3 separate regions of the Mus musculus genome follow, and all the other regions are linked to region 1. The links are chromatin contacts, called in public HiChIP or PLAC-seq maps. All regions are on one chromosome and are shown on one strand. Each heading gives the region's core, a stretch centred on a gene start, on an enhancer-like site or on the middle of the called end of the contact. The rest is flanking DNA. Distances are from core to core; before and after follow the strand shown. Region 1 holds the start of Zcwpw2 (zinc finger, CW type with PWWP domain 2). Region 2 overlaps Golga4 (golgi autoantigen, golgin subfamily a, 4). Region 3 has its middle 40 kb from the start of 4933432G23Rik.

Region 1 (4,505 bases), core at 976-3,475:
CTTAGGATCTTAATTTTTATACCTATGTATGACAGAGTTGGATTGTATCATTAAGACATCATCTCCTTGAACCGTGTAGGCAAATTTTTAATCCAAATGCAGAACAGGAACCCGAAGAGATAAAAGGAAACTCAAGTTGTGCCAGAAACTGGTAAGTTAAATTCCTTATCTTGACACCAAACTTGGCAAGAAAGTCACCATCAACAGCACAGGTGAGGAAACGGAGGCTTAGAAAAGTGAATGCGTTTGTCTGTAATCACACCTGGGCACTCCCTGAAGTGAGTCTTGTTTACAATTTCCACTGGCTTTCTATCTCTGAAAAGCCAGGATATCCAAGAACCTACTTCATACGGGTCAGTTAAGAAACAGTGGAGAAAAAAAGAACAAATCTTACGGAGAACGAATAAATTACAAGATATTCCTTTTCTTTTGTCACTTTAAATAATTAGGGGCAGGAATGGCTTTTGCTTCTCTAAGAGGGATTCTGAAGTGCCCCTTTTTAATGACGCCAGCACTTAAACATATGTGCCTTAGTAGCTTAATGCTTTGCAGTTTATTAAGTGTCCAAAAACAATATCAGATATATAATATGAAAAATGGCAGCTTTCATTTTTATGATCCTGACTCACTGAATGCAGTAAGCCCAGAGATTAGTTTTTACGGCCAAGCAATCCAAGGGCAGCCTTCTTTCCACTCCTTATCTAAAATAATGTATTTCAATGCAACTAAACACCTACATAAATGCTGTTAATAATTATTTCCTGACAATAAAACAACTTCAATTCAGAATGTGGCATTAAAGTTATATTCATCCTATTCAGCTTTTTTTAAAAATCATATTATTTCCCTCAGTAAGCATGGCATGCTCTGGTACCATTACCGAAGCACTTCTGCTAGAGGCACTTATATGCTAGAAACTGTGCTCCCCCCCCCCCCCCTTTTTTTTTTCTTGAAGATGTCTCACTTTGTAGCACTGGCTAGACTGCAACTCAAGACTCCCCAGTGCTGGGATTATTAAAAAAGCATGTGCTACCACCCCCTGACTTGTTCTTAAGAATTCATTAAATCAATGTAAAAAAGCACTAAGATGGGTAAGCACTCTTCAATTTACAGATGAAGTAATTAAACATACAAATTAAGTTGTCAACTTCAGAGCCAGCCTAGCTCTTAGAAATTATAACTGGGTGCCTTGGAGGGTAAGCAAGCCCTGGACTTCAGAAAAGGGGGAAGGAGAAAGTCAGAGTAAGCAGCCTTCTCCTCAAGAGAGGAAGTGGAAAACTCGATGCTTACACATCTGGGCTATCCATCTAATCCACTGGCATTCCCACGACAGCAAGCTGCCTTTTAGACATCAATGAATCTCTCGCATTTACATGAAAACGTCCATTTACAAACCTAGAGCATTCAACACTCTGTAGCCATTCAGCGAATAATTCCAATTGTTTTCCATTTAAGACGATGGAGTGATCACTACAGACAGGGTAAGGAGAACATTTTTTGAGAACTAGAAATGAAACTGTTTTAAGATTTTGTTCAATCCAACTTAAAATTCAAACGGGGGTGGGGTGGCTCTTCTGTACTTAAGGATTAGAGGTCAATTTCAGTCTCAGTATGTCAATGTTTTTGATCATCACATGGTATTTCTGATTTCTAGTAGCTTCCATGGGTATTTTATCTCTCTTTCTGAGTATTCCGAGTTCCTTGCGAGGAGGACCACTGTTAGCCTGCCTTGCAACCCAGCCGGAAAACGGGACTGAAACATGCAAGTTAGACTGATGGTCACTCCCAGACGCCACCGGCACTACCCACGTCCCTCTTTCCCTCTCCGATATAAATGCCACCCCAGTGCAGGAAATAAAACTGAAAGCGTTCCCAGCGAGTCAAGAGCACGGACCGAACTTGAGCAATCCCCGAGCGGGAAGGCAAAAAAAAAAAAAAAAAAAAAAAAAAAAAGCCCGTGGAAGCGGGGCTGTGGGATGGCAGGGACCAGGGATGCTAGACTGGGCCGCTCTGAACAGCAGAAGGGCGCCGGGGACAGAAAGCGAAGTGCGTCTGGCCAGGCGACAGCCACCAGGCCCCTCCTGGCTGTCTCCACCGTCCGGGCGAGCGCGAGCGATCCACTCACCCTGAACCCTGGCTACGTAGGGCGGTCCCCAAGGCCACCGGGTTTCGCTTCCCCAGTGTTTGGAAGCCGGCTGAAAACAAACCGGGTCGCCAGGGGTCACCACGGGCTTCCGGTTTCCTCGAAGACGCCACCGCTTCCCCCGTCAAGGTGGCCGTCACAGGTGCACCGAGGGAGTCCCATGTCTTCCGCCGCGGCTCCCGCAGTCAGGGGCCCTGGAGGTCACAGAGGAACCGAGCAGGGGCGGCCCGGGGCCGCCGGAACAGGCCCGTTACCCAGCAGCACGCGCGTCAACTCCGGGGTCGCCGGCGCCCGCTGCCCCGCTCAGGGGCGGCGAGGCCTAGAGGGTTCTAGAAGGGTCTACGAACGCCCCGCCGCCCACAAAGGTGTCGCCGCTGCGCACAGGCTGGGTGCCAGCGCAGCGCGACGAAACCGGAAGCCGGACCTGAAGACTATATAGGGTGCCGCTAAGTGGCGCTCTAGCGGGGCGGGGCGTACTACAGGTCCCATGAGCCTCTGCGGTAGGGCAGAGGCGCACTACGAGTCCCGTGAGCCTCCGCGGCGGGGCGTACGTACTACCAGTCCCAGTGGTCCCCGCGGCGGGTGAGGTGTCGCGCCCAGCCGCGGGGAGGCGGAGTGGAGCTGAGACAGCGTCGCAGGCTGGCTGCTGTTGGGCTGAGGCGCGCGTTCAGGGCGCCCTCTAGCGCGTCCTTTCCACTCAGCGGCAACTGGGATTCCGTGAGGTGGGTCCGTGCTGCTCAGCTCAGAGGCGCCTGTCACCGTGGTGCTAACCCGAGAGCTGATGCGTGTCTGGGGCCCCTGGAATCCACGCAGGCCCCGTGTTTCGGGTCGCGTGGCGGTCTCCTTGGGTATCTTTTGAAGCAAGGTCGCTCACTGACTTCATGGGGGTTCCGGGATGCTCTTCTGTGTAGCAGGAGAAAAGGAGCCCATGGCCAACTCTTGACTTGTTCTGGCTCTTAGAGTTGTCTCCTCTCTCGGTTATTTCTAGGTGATAATCCTCCGGGTTTGTTTGTTTGTTTGTTTGTTTGTTTTTTGAGGCAGAGTCTTATGCATCCCAGAATGGCCACAAACACACTTGTTTCCACCACCGGGTGAAGAATTTTAGTCATCTATAATTCTCTCTGTCTGTAGTTTGTTAAATCTTCATATTTTTGTACGTTTGTTTTTTAATTTTAAATTTGCGGCAGGGCCTCAAGTAGCCCAGGCTACCCTCAAAGTCTTGAATTTTTTTTTCTCTGACCTCCTGCTTCTGACTCCAAGGTTTTGGGTTTATACATTACCAAGCAATGCGGTGCTGGAGGTTGAACCCGAAGCCTTGTGCATGCTAGAACATTGAACTGTATGGTGAGGCATAGACAAATTAATTGCAATCTTAGGGGGTCACAGACAGAAAAAGGAGCACAAGTTCTAGATTATTTCTGGTTAAGTAATGTGAGAGTCATAGTTATAGTTAATATTTATTTATTGACAACTAAGAACGCTCATGTTTCTTGGCACTATATTATTTTGTCAACTGAAAACTTAAATTCTGTCAGTGTTCTGTGGAAGGTTTTTGAGTATATAGTTTTTGCCTATGGGTAGATAATTTTTTCACTGGAGTATATTTGGTTTTGAACAATCAAAAAATATGGACCTTGATATAAGTTACGACTATGGCTCAGCTCTCTTAGGGGCAAATATTTATTTTTAGGGTTAGTACAGGTATTATTTTGATAATACCTTGTTTGAGCAATGAAAACCTTTTTGTTTTTCATTGTTTTTAATGTGTGTTATGCTTTGCTGGCATGTGTGTGTGTGTGTGTGTGTGTGTGTGCATGTGCATGTGCATGCAGTGCCCATGACAGCCAGAAGAGTTGTATTCCCTGGATCAAGAGTTGACAGAAGTTTTGAGCCTCCATGTAGGTGGTGAGAATTGAACCTAGGTCCTTTAGAAGAGCAGGCAGTGCCCTTAACCACTGAGCCTCTCTCTAGCCCAACTTTATTTTTTTAAAGTGTGGTATCTGAAGAATACTGTAGTGAAACAATAACAACATATTTTTAGAGGAATAAAGTTTTAAGTGAGTTTGTAGATTTAAATTGTATACTGAAATTTCACCATACCACTCTATAAATCATTTTTCTGTAGTTTATTCTATGTTGTAAGTACTGTATCCTTAACATAATTAAAGTGTCAGAATTGCTGAGTTGTAATAGCAGAGTTTTTTCATGTTAATACCATCTTCAATGGCATTTAATTAGCGTTGTTTTAGAGGCATTTTCTCTACATGTCATGTGTACAGGCTAAGTTCTTTAGGGAGGGGATGGGTTTTTTTTGTTTGTTTGTTTGTTCTTTTTTCTTTCTTTCTTTCTTTCTTCTTCTTCT
Region 2 (4,505 bases), core at 1,139-3,638, 480 kb before region 1:
GAGGGAGGAGGGAGGGAGGGAGGAAAAAAGGAAAGAAGTGAGGAAGCAGGCAGGCAGGCAGGCAGGCAGGCAGGCAGGCAAGCAAACACTTTACATGAAGGTCAAATTAACTTGTAGTACTAAAGAAAGAGCGGTGGTGACCTCTGAGGATGAGGTAAGGGACCAGACGGAGCTAAAGGCTTTTAGAGCACCATTAATTTCTGGTTATGGGATTTTTTTGTTTTTAATTTTTTATTATATCTATAAATTCATTTATGCATATCAGGATACAGAGCACATAAGTCAAAAGACAATTTGTGGGGAGCCAATTCCCTCCCTGCACCAGTGGGTCCCAAGAATCAGACTCAGTCAGGCTTAGTGGCAAGCACCTTTACCTGCTGAGCCACTTTGTCTGCCTTGATTACAAAGGTCTATTTGTAGGGTAAATATGTCATACTTTTCTATAGATATTAAAGTTTCATACTTTTAATTTTTGATTAGTATTGCTTTAATAGATTCTCTGAGACTCTGCAGAGCTGATAACAGATACTATAAAAGAAAATCCTCAGGCTGGGACTTTTTGGTATAGCTATCATTCTACTGATAGAACATGCTAGAACAGAGATGTGATTTCTTGAAGGCCAACCTATGTTTGTGAAGTGGCATGGAGGGGTGGTTTTTAAACAGACGGAGAGGGGAAGTTATAGGAAAAGGGTCCCTGTGCAACATGCATCTGTAAATGGGAATAGTAACTGTCTTACCCGAGCAAAGATGCTATGTGGTCTCAGAGCAAGATTTTAGCCACTTAGCATCTGACAGCACCCTTTCAGACAGCCACACACTAGTAACAACCGACAGGCCACTTCTGTGAAAGGCCTGGTAGTGTAAGTAACCAACCAACCTGAGAGGGGGACGACTCATCTTTACTGACACCATCTGGAGATTTTGTTGCTTGAGTTGATGCATTCTAAGGACAAGAAAGAACATCATTAAAAAGTGAACTAAAGTAAACTAAAGTTTTAAACCTGTTAAACTAGTAAGACCTAGTAGACACTTGCATCTACTGAACAAAATTAGTAATTGCTAATTAGAATATTTTCATGCAGGGCAAAAAGTAGTGTGGTTAAGTATTTTAGAAAATCACTTTGCTATTAAATTAAACATGAAATCAATAGCAAAAATTAGTGAGTAGCAAATATATTTCAAGCTAATCACACACCTCTGCAAGCCCTTATGTTCCCAATTCAGTTTCCATGACAAAAACTAACAGGGAGTCAATCAGCAAAGCTCACTAAAATAGAAAACTATCCAAAAAGAAGTCATGTCAACTGCTCTCTGCAGTAAAACCATTCAAATTAAAATTATCTGGGCAAAGTTACAAAAAATAAAAATAAATTAAAAATTGAAATGCCTCATTCACTTTAAGCCAGCAACTTAAATGAAACCAGTGTCAACATTTTGAGAAAAATGTTAGTGAAAATTTCTTCCACACATACTGGCTTTCTGTTTCCTTGTGTTGGTGAGCGGAGTGCTCCAAGGAAGACCGCTCACTGGCTACCTCCTGCTGCGACTGCAGAGCCGCCCTAGGAACCTCGGAGCTTCGGAGCTCTGTCCTGAGCACTGCTCTACCTTTCATCACCCACAGAAGGGGCTCATGGGAAAATCACAGCAGAACTGCACCAGGCATGCACAGCAGGAGTCACGGCCTCTGTAGTCTGGCATGGTAGCCTCCTCTGCCTTTACAGGTAGCCCAAGGGAAGATCAAAGGAGAAATGAATGCTTGTCTAACGTATTCTCAAGTTTCTCAAGATAAACTAGGTTAATCTTTGGTATTATAAATTTATTGTACCATATGATTTAACCTTATTTTCAGGAAAGAAAGCAAAATATTTACAAATGAAGGATTTCTTCGGTATTCTAGTTTTATGAAACAGGGCCTCGCTGAACTGCCCAGGCTAGTCTTAAAACTCCTCAGTTCAAAGGACCCTCTCCTGCCATAGCACCACCACTCCATAGCACCACCACTCCAGCTTTAGGATTTAAGTTCCTGAAAATGTCCAAAGTGGGGGATGTGTGTGCAAGTTGGAAGCTGAGTATGTAGAGTTTAGCTAAGGAGCACTGGTTACTACACCATGTAAACTTGAGTCAGCAGAGCCTGAGATTTTTGCCACTATCTACAGAGTCCTCCTTTCTGCTGTGCTCCATGCTCAGCTTTCAATCCCCATCTGGCTCACCTGCAGAGTCAACACCCTCTATGCCACATATTTTCTTCTCCAACGTTTAGATGCCTTTGTGCTGTACATATACCTGGGCATCTCTGTCCCCACACTAAAGCAGCAGCTCCCAGAGGGCAGGCCACAATCTCCTGTGCCCTGTGCTGACACCCAGTGCTGGTTCCAGCCTAGAATTCCTTCAGCATAAGAGCTCTCAGGGCCCTCCTCCCCAGAGGTGGGAAGAACTCACTGCAATCTGATACTGACACTCCAGGTCACCAGCGCTTTGTCTGAGGGAATTCTCTGACAACTGTCTCTGCTCGGCTGACTGGACTCTGCAGCTTCACTTCTCTGCCAAACTTGTCTTCAGTTAAGTTGTTTTCATTTATCTGCAATCTGCTCAATTATACTTTTTTCAATCTTTCTATAACCATTTTTTTTGGCTCCTGGGCACTAAGGATACAGCTGTTTTGTTTAAGTTAAAGAGAGAAATATGTTTTAAAAGCTAAATTAAGCCCCAGCAGGGTGGCATGTGCTTTTAACCCTGGCACTTGGAAAGAGGGGGATCTCTGTAAGTTCAAGGCCAGCATGGTCTACATAGCAAGTAAAGACAGCCAGGGCTAATAATAGAGATACTGCCCATCCCCAGGAAATAAATTAAAACCTTTAAAAAAGTAAATTAAGGAAATTCAGCTCTTGATGAACTTGTAATTAATCCCCACTAAATGTTTATATTATACAAATAACTATCCTATGGCTTCCCTTTGTCTCACAGAGAGATTTAAACTGTTAATCATGAACATAAAATTTATATGAGTAGTTTTTCTAGTCTTCTGAAGTTTATTCTAAATAGTTTAAAGTACTCCTTCTTACGTTACAGCATTTTTTACAATCGGATAAGACTTGAAAATAAATTATTTTATAGTCTGTACTCGTGAAAAGTTAGTGTGCCTTTTAAGTTTACACTCCCCTCAATGCAGTCTACACAGCCTGTGCCTCTCTATCTCCCTCAATGCAGTCTACACAGCCTGTGCTTCTCTATCTCCCTGTCAGTCTGGACAGCTGAGACTCCTGGCTCAGCTTCAAATCTCCGTAAACAGCCAGCGTTCCTTGTAGCCAGAGCCACAGAGAAACCAGCTTTCCAAATGTCACTTCACAACGCATCTTCCCCCTGAGCTGCTTCCTTCTCTCAAGTTTAAACTAGACCTGAAGAGCACTGCTGGCTCTAAGTACACCAAGCCTTCACACGGACTCGGTTTAAGAAGAAAAACGTTCTGCTTTCTCCACTAGCTACCGAGTTAAACCAATTCTCAACACTTCGAGAAACTGCAGACCCCGTTCAGCCATCCTCCAAGGGAGCACCACAAGCGAGCCTTAGAAAGTGAATCCTGCCACATTTTAATTTATTAAATCATCAGTTTACCAGATACTCCAGATAGAAAACAATGTCTCCTTTCCCAAAATAAAACATATATCAAGTTAAAATTAAGTTTAAAAAGTTAAAATGAATTCATTCATTAAAAGAGAAAACTGTTTCCTTTCATTCTTAAAAAAACAATAATTAAAAACACAATGTACTTTGTGCTTACTTCTTACCTATAGTTTCTAAATAAAGAAATGAACATGCTATAAAAGAATTCACCTATCTATGCAATGCTGTTAATTTTTTATTTACACAACACATTATTTTCCTTAAAAAAAAAAAAAAAAAAAAAAAAAAAAGTCAGTCGTGTCTCAAACACTCTAGGATTCCTCCCAACAGGAAAACAGATTTCTAACCACGTATACTGGGTTTTTCCAGTATGAGCAAACATTTCCAAGGGACAAAACGTAAGCAGTAGGTAGTTCTAACAAGTAAAGAAGGCCCACATTACGTTAGTGGAAGGGGAGTGCTACTGCAGTGCAGTTAGTTACCGGACACAAAACTCAGCAACTTGTTCTCTGAGGTTTTAGAGCAGGGTTAGCAACACAACACTGAAGACACTCTGAGGGAGCGTAAGTGAGAAACCACATGAGACTCCGTGCTGCAGCTGCCCAAACGTGGAGATTCCCCACAAGGGAATGCAGAAAGCGGTGCAAGGACTCACCACACTGCCAGTCTGTGTTTTGGGCTGTTTGGAGGAATCCAAAGCAAAGATAGTGTATTCAGAGAGAAAGGCAGGCTCTGCTACCATCCCGGCTAGTAGCTGTCTCAGTCAGTGTAACAAGCAGAGGCACAAAAACAAAACAAATGATGAAATACAAATCATAGCATGATCTCAAAGCAAAACACGACAGCACTCAATACTACAGCCACCGTCATGACGGTCACCC
Region 3 (4,505 bases), core at 540-3,039, 350 kb before region 1:
AACCTGGATTACACCAGGCTGTTTCAAGAACAAACAAAAACAAGCAAAAAAAAACATCTAAAACCAAAAGGGAGAAAGATGAGAATCGCTCAAAGTTGTGTAATAAGAATTTATAAATCCAGGGTAGATTTTTATTTATGGTGTGCGTGTGTGTGTGTGTGTGTGTGTGTGTGTAGATGAAGGAAATGGATAAAAGATTGTCTGAAGGCTATGACTTCTTGATTTTTATGATTGGTTGCATTTGCTAAGGTCATGTGGGGTGTGTGAGTGTACAAGAGAGAGATAGAGAGAGAGAGAGAGAGAGGGAGAGATGGGGGGGCATGCTGGGGAGGCTTAAGTACCTCGACCTGAGTGCAGAGGTTAGAGCGCTGCCTAGCGGACTCCCGCTGTCCTTCCACCTCTGCAAGGCTCTGAGGATGGAACTGAGGCCTTCAAGCTGACTCAACAAGCGCCAGTATCTGCTGAGTCATCTCTCAGGCCCAGAATGTTTTCTTCAAAAAAGTATATTCCTGGAAAAATATCTGAACAGGAGCAATCAAGTCCTTGGAAGTCAAATGTGCGTTTTTTTCTTTTCTTCGAGACAGGGTTTCTCTGTGTAGCCCTGGCTGTCCTGGAACTCACTTTGTAGACCAGGCTGGCCTCGAACTCAGAAATTCACTTGCCTCTGCCTTCCGAGTGCTGGAACTAAAGGTGTGTGCCACCACGCCCGGCTCAAATGTGCATCTTATAGATTACTTAATTTTCTTCTCGTTGTCTGATATCTTTCTTAAGTTTTTGCTTGGTTTAAGACCCCAGGACGAGGGACTGAGGTGCACATTTTACATATCATAGCAGACCTGGCCTTCAGGGTCTCCCAGCATTCCTCTGTCCCTTCCCAGCATACCCCAGATCCCAACTCTGAACTTCCCAGCCCAGGGACTAGGCTGCCCTTCCCCCAGAGGCTCCTCCCTATATAATCGATACATTTTGGTCTCATCTTCTCCTTCTCTCTCTGAGAGCCGGCCCTTTCTCTCTTTCTCTCCCCCTAACTATGGCGACTCTTCTGGCTTCAATTCTTTAGGCCAGTGAACTCAGAGAGCAGTTTCTCAATAAACCCGCCTTTAATCTAATCTAATCTGGTTTGAATTGGTTTATTTCACTGATAGCAGAGAAAAAATAAACTATCAGTTTTATGTTATAAACATATACTATCATCTTTACAACAAAATGCGCCGTCAGCATATTACCCCCTTTCTTTCTCTCCCTATGGTAGCCTTGATAGCCCTTTCTTGAGTCTTCAAAGGACAGGGGCATTCACTTGGTGACAGCTTGAACCTCTGCTTACTGTGAGTCTCTATCAGCTTTCAAAGGTGGGTGCTGTGACACACAAACAGAGCCCACTGCATGCTGTAGGCCCCTTTGCAGCTGATGACGTTCAACTCCACAGAACTTCCCTCAGAAGAAAATGTTACTTTACAAGTCTACTGCTCATAGAGACCATTTGTTTACCATTGTTTCATGGCCTGACCTAACCTTACCTCACAGGAAGTGCACCAGGACGTGGGGCTTAAGGCTCTCCAGGTTGAAAGCATCGATTCTAGGGTCTGTAAACTCCTAGAGTTTTAGTCAAGGAAGGAATCTTGGGAAAAAAAAAAAATCACAGGATAAGGCCATGTGTAACAATCCACATCTGTAATCCCAGAACTCCAGAGGCTGAGAAGTGTGAGTTCAAAGCCAGCCTGTGCTACAAGTGTGAGACTCTGTGTGTATATGTGTGTCTGTCTGTCTGTCTGTCCCAGGACATGAAAACAGACTGGAATAAGGTAAACATAGGAAGGAGACAGGAGGATGGGGAGATGGGGAGCGAATGGGAGGGACTCTAGTGAATCAATTAAAACACATGATTTTAAAGTCATGGCTTATGAAGCCCAACACCATGTACAAAGAAATAACGTGTCAATAAAAAAAGCAAAAGTTAAGAAACAACAATAACAAGACCTCAAATCCAACTTGGATGGGTCTAGAGTCTGAAGATTTCCCAGAGGCACTTAGCCACTAGCCAGGACGTCAAGCTAGGCTCTCCGCTCCTGGCTTTGTGAGCACAGGGCACAGACACCTCTTGTGTGGAACTCAAACACTAGAGATGAGGCAGAGCCTCTGCGAGAGCTCTAGGGACCAGAAGGCAGCTTTGGTCAATGCCGGAGAGGAGGTTAGGGAAGGGGCCTGCCTGCTGCTGCTCCCTCTGCATTCCAGACAAACAATAGCTTTGGAAGAGGTGTGAATGACACCCCACCCCCACCATTAACCTCAAAGAGGTGTTAATTTCACAGTCAAACTGAAGACCATTTAAATTCAGGCAGTGTCACAAAAACAACCATTTATTTGGAAGCAAAAGAACAATTTGTCTCTTTTCTTGTGCATGGCTGCCCGTTAATTTCTCCAGAATAAAACTTCTTCAAACAGATTCGCCTGGACCCAACTTACTCAAGACCTCTCAACAAAAAGAAAGCTACTTCCTTTCTCTTAGGGGAAGTCGGCGCGGAAGAATGGAAGCCGCCTCCGAGGAACGCCACGTCTGGAACCAAATCCAAGGCGCCACACGACGGTTTCTCATCAGCGGAAGAGAATCTGTGACACTCGTGGATGGGACTACACTATTTCCCTCACGTTGCCTACTGTGTTATTTGGTTTGGGGTGGTTTCTTTATTTTGTGGTTTCGGCCTCGGGAGTGGCTGCCATTGGATGCTCCTGCAACGATGACGGGGGAAGATAGGAATGTCCGATCTGTTCCGGGACCTTTGGCAGCATTCCTTCCCATCTCTCCTTTAGCTGCGCCGCACATCCCTCTCCCAACCCCACTCATCACTACTCAGATAATTTCCAGGAGTCGCAACTCACCACAGGCGGGGTTTCTAATCCCAGCAACGATGTCACCTTGAAAAGCAACACCATCCTAGCCCTCAAAGGCACCCCCAAACCTTTCCTAGCGGGAGACCTCACACTTCATGGTTATGCATTCCTGACCTTAACCACACCGTCCACAAAAAGGAAATCAAACAAACAAACAAACAAACAAACAAACAAACACACAAGAATCTTAGTTTTTGGGGAATTCGCAGCAATAGAAACAGACTGATGTCCCCACTCTCCTCCCTGGACTGTATTTCTACTCCATGTCCCTTGCATTTCACCCCCACGGACCTCTGTAACCTAAATACACTTTCATATTTGCTAAGGGTCCAGTGTAGTAGTAGTACTTCTCTGAATTGTAACCCAGCATATGGCTCTGGCTGTCCTGACACTCAGGTGAATATTTACTGTCCCTGTGTCACCAGAATCGAGTTTATCAATATACCTAAGGCTTTGCACGATGAATCAACCAAGGCTGTAGTTTGATTGGTAGCGTGTTTGCCGACCATGCACAATCTTAGGTTTAATCTCCAGCACTGCTTAAGTCAAATGTGGTTACACATGCCTGGCATCCTAAAATTCCTGTCACAGGGCCACTTAGAGCTCAGTCTGAGGTTCATAAGACCCTATGCCTATTCATGAGACAAGATAAAAGATACGAATAAATTAAGTACAAATAAAATGAATTAATGAATGAAGTAATTTTTACTACAGGAGATCTTTGACTTCCTAGTCTTACAACACAAACCTTTAGAAAACCATGTGTTCCTTGACTTTCCAAATTTATTCAAAATATATTCCTCCTGGGCCGGAGAGATGGCTCAGAGGTTAAGAGCACTGGCTGCTCTTTCTGAGGTCCTGAGCTCAATTCCCAGCAACCACATGGTGGCTCACAACCCTCTTCTGACATGTGGGTGTACTTTCACACATTAAATAAATACATCAATAAATCACATATATATGTGTATACACACACACACACACACACACACACACACACACACACACACACACATCACTGCCTGTACCCCTGCCATTGGAGTACAGAGACATGTGTCCTGCTACTTGTACAGCTGTAGAGGTCTCTGATCTGGTCTCCATTTTTCAGCCTTCACCTGACAGTTTGTATCAATGTAGCAACCCAGAAACCCCTAAAAACACAAAACAGGTCAGATGATATCCATTCCCCGCCCCCACCCCACCCCACCCCTGCAATAGCTCTCTGTCCTTTCCCAGAATCCTTTGGTGGCTTAGGACATTCTGTGTGAATTCTCCCTCTGACTTGCTCAGTTCCTTCTACCTTGTGCTAATCTTATCACTCTGAATGCACCAAATATTAGGACTCTGAAATACTTAGTCTCATTTTCTGAGCTCCCCATAGTCTCGTGTTCTCAATGCTTGGTCCCCTCAGGTGGCACTATTTTAAAGACTGAGGGGCCTTTCTTTTGGAAGCAGGATGGTGGAAGGAGAGCGCTAGGAATGAGAATCGCTGACTTCTGCCCTGCCTCTGTGGTGTGCCAATTGCGCTCCTACCTCCATAGGTGAAGCCTCTTCTCTTCACTTTCCCTGCCCCGTGAACTGCGATCCTCTGAAACCACAAGCGAAGCTGACTTCTT

What was found. HiChIP or PLAC-seq counts read pairs in DNA pulled down with a chosen protein or histone mark.
Region 2: an H3K27ac HiChIP or PLAC-seq map of epiblast stem cells shows a contact between it and region 1. The contact joins the enhancer-like site here to the promoter of Zcwpw2 in region 1. A contact is called at or near these places in 3 of 39 promoter capture datasets (the C10 cell line and the HPC-7 cell line), 2 of 484 Hi-C or Micro-C datasets (the G1E-ER4 cell line and bone marrow-derived macrophages), 16 of 115 datasets of contacts at active chromatin or transcription factors (the 230-238 cell line, bone marrow-derived dendritic cells, bone marrow-derived macrophages and 12 more) and 3 of 9 other capture datasets (adipose tissue, embryonic stem cells and liver).
Region 3: an H3K27ac HiChIP or PLAC-seq map of epiblast stem cells shows a contact between it and region 1. The contact joins the enhancer-like site here to the promoter of Zcwpw2 in region 1. A contact is called at or near these places in 2 of 39 promoter capture datasets (the 3T3-L1 cell line and stem cell-derived epiblast-like cells), 12 of 484 Hi-C or Micro-C datasets (CD4 T cells, the G1E-ER4 cell line, the HL-1 cell line and 4 more), 10 of 115 datasets of contacts at active chromatin or transcription factors (bone marrow-derived macrophages, embryonic stem cells, epiblast stem cells and 5 more) and 1 of 9 other capture datasets (embryonic stem cells).

What each region holds. Positions count from the first base shown.
Region 1 is chr9:118,038,579-118,043,083 of GRCm38.p6, reverse strand. Zcwpw2 (zinc finger, CW type with PWWP domain 2) reads left to right here and starts at 2,225. Exons shown (of 9, transcript NM_001378466.1): 1 at 2,225-2,865. It overlaps Azi2 (5-azacytidine induced gene 2), which reads right to left and starts at 2,562. Exons shown (of 8, transcript NM_013727.4): 1 at 2,126-2,562.
Region 2 is chr9:118,518,959-118,523,463 of GRCm38.p6, reverse strand. It overlaps Golga4 (golgi autoantigen, golgin subfamily a, 4), which reads right to left. Exons shown (of 24, transcript NM_018748.3): 3 at 881-946. Among named protein-coding and RNA genes, the nearest start is that of Golga4, 15 kb to the right of the region's middle. Within about 2 kb of position 2,388, at least 42 of the 459 cell types and tissues checked have an H3K27ac peak or open chromatin away from gene starts, as enhancers often do. A contact at or near this core is called in epiblast stem cells, where this site is marked.
Region 3 is chr9:118,387,830-118,392,334 of GRCm38.p6, reverse strand. No RefSeq gene overlaps it. Among named protein-coding and RNA genes, the nearest start is that of 4933432G23Rik, 40 kb to the left of the region's middle. Within about 2 kb of position 1,789, at least 81 of the 459 cell types and tissues checked have an H3K27ac peak or open chromatin away from gene starts, as enhancers often do. A contact at or near this core is called in the HL-1 cell line, adipose-derived mesenchymal stem cells, embryonic stem cells and 4 more, where this site is marked.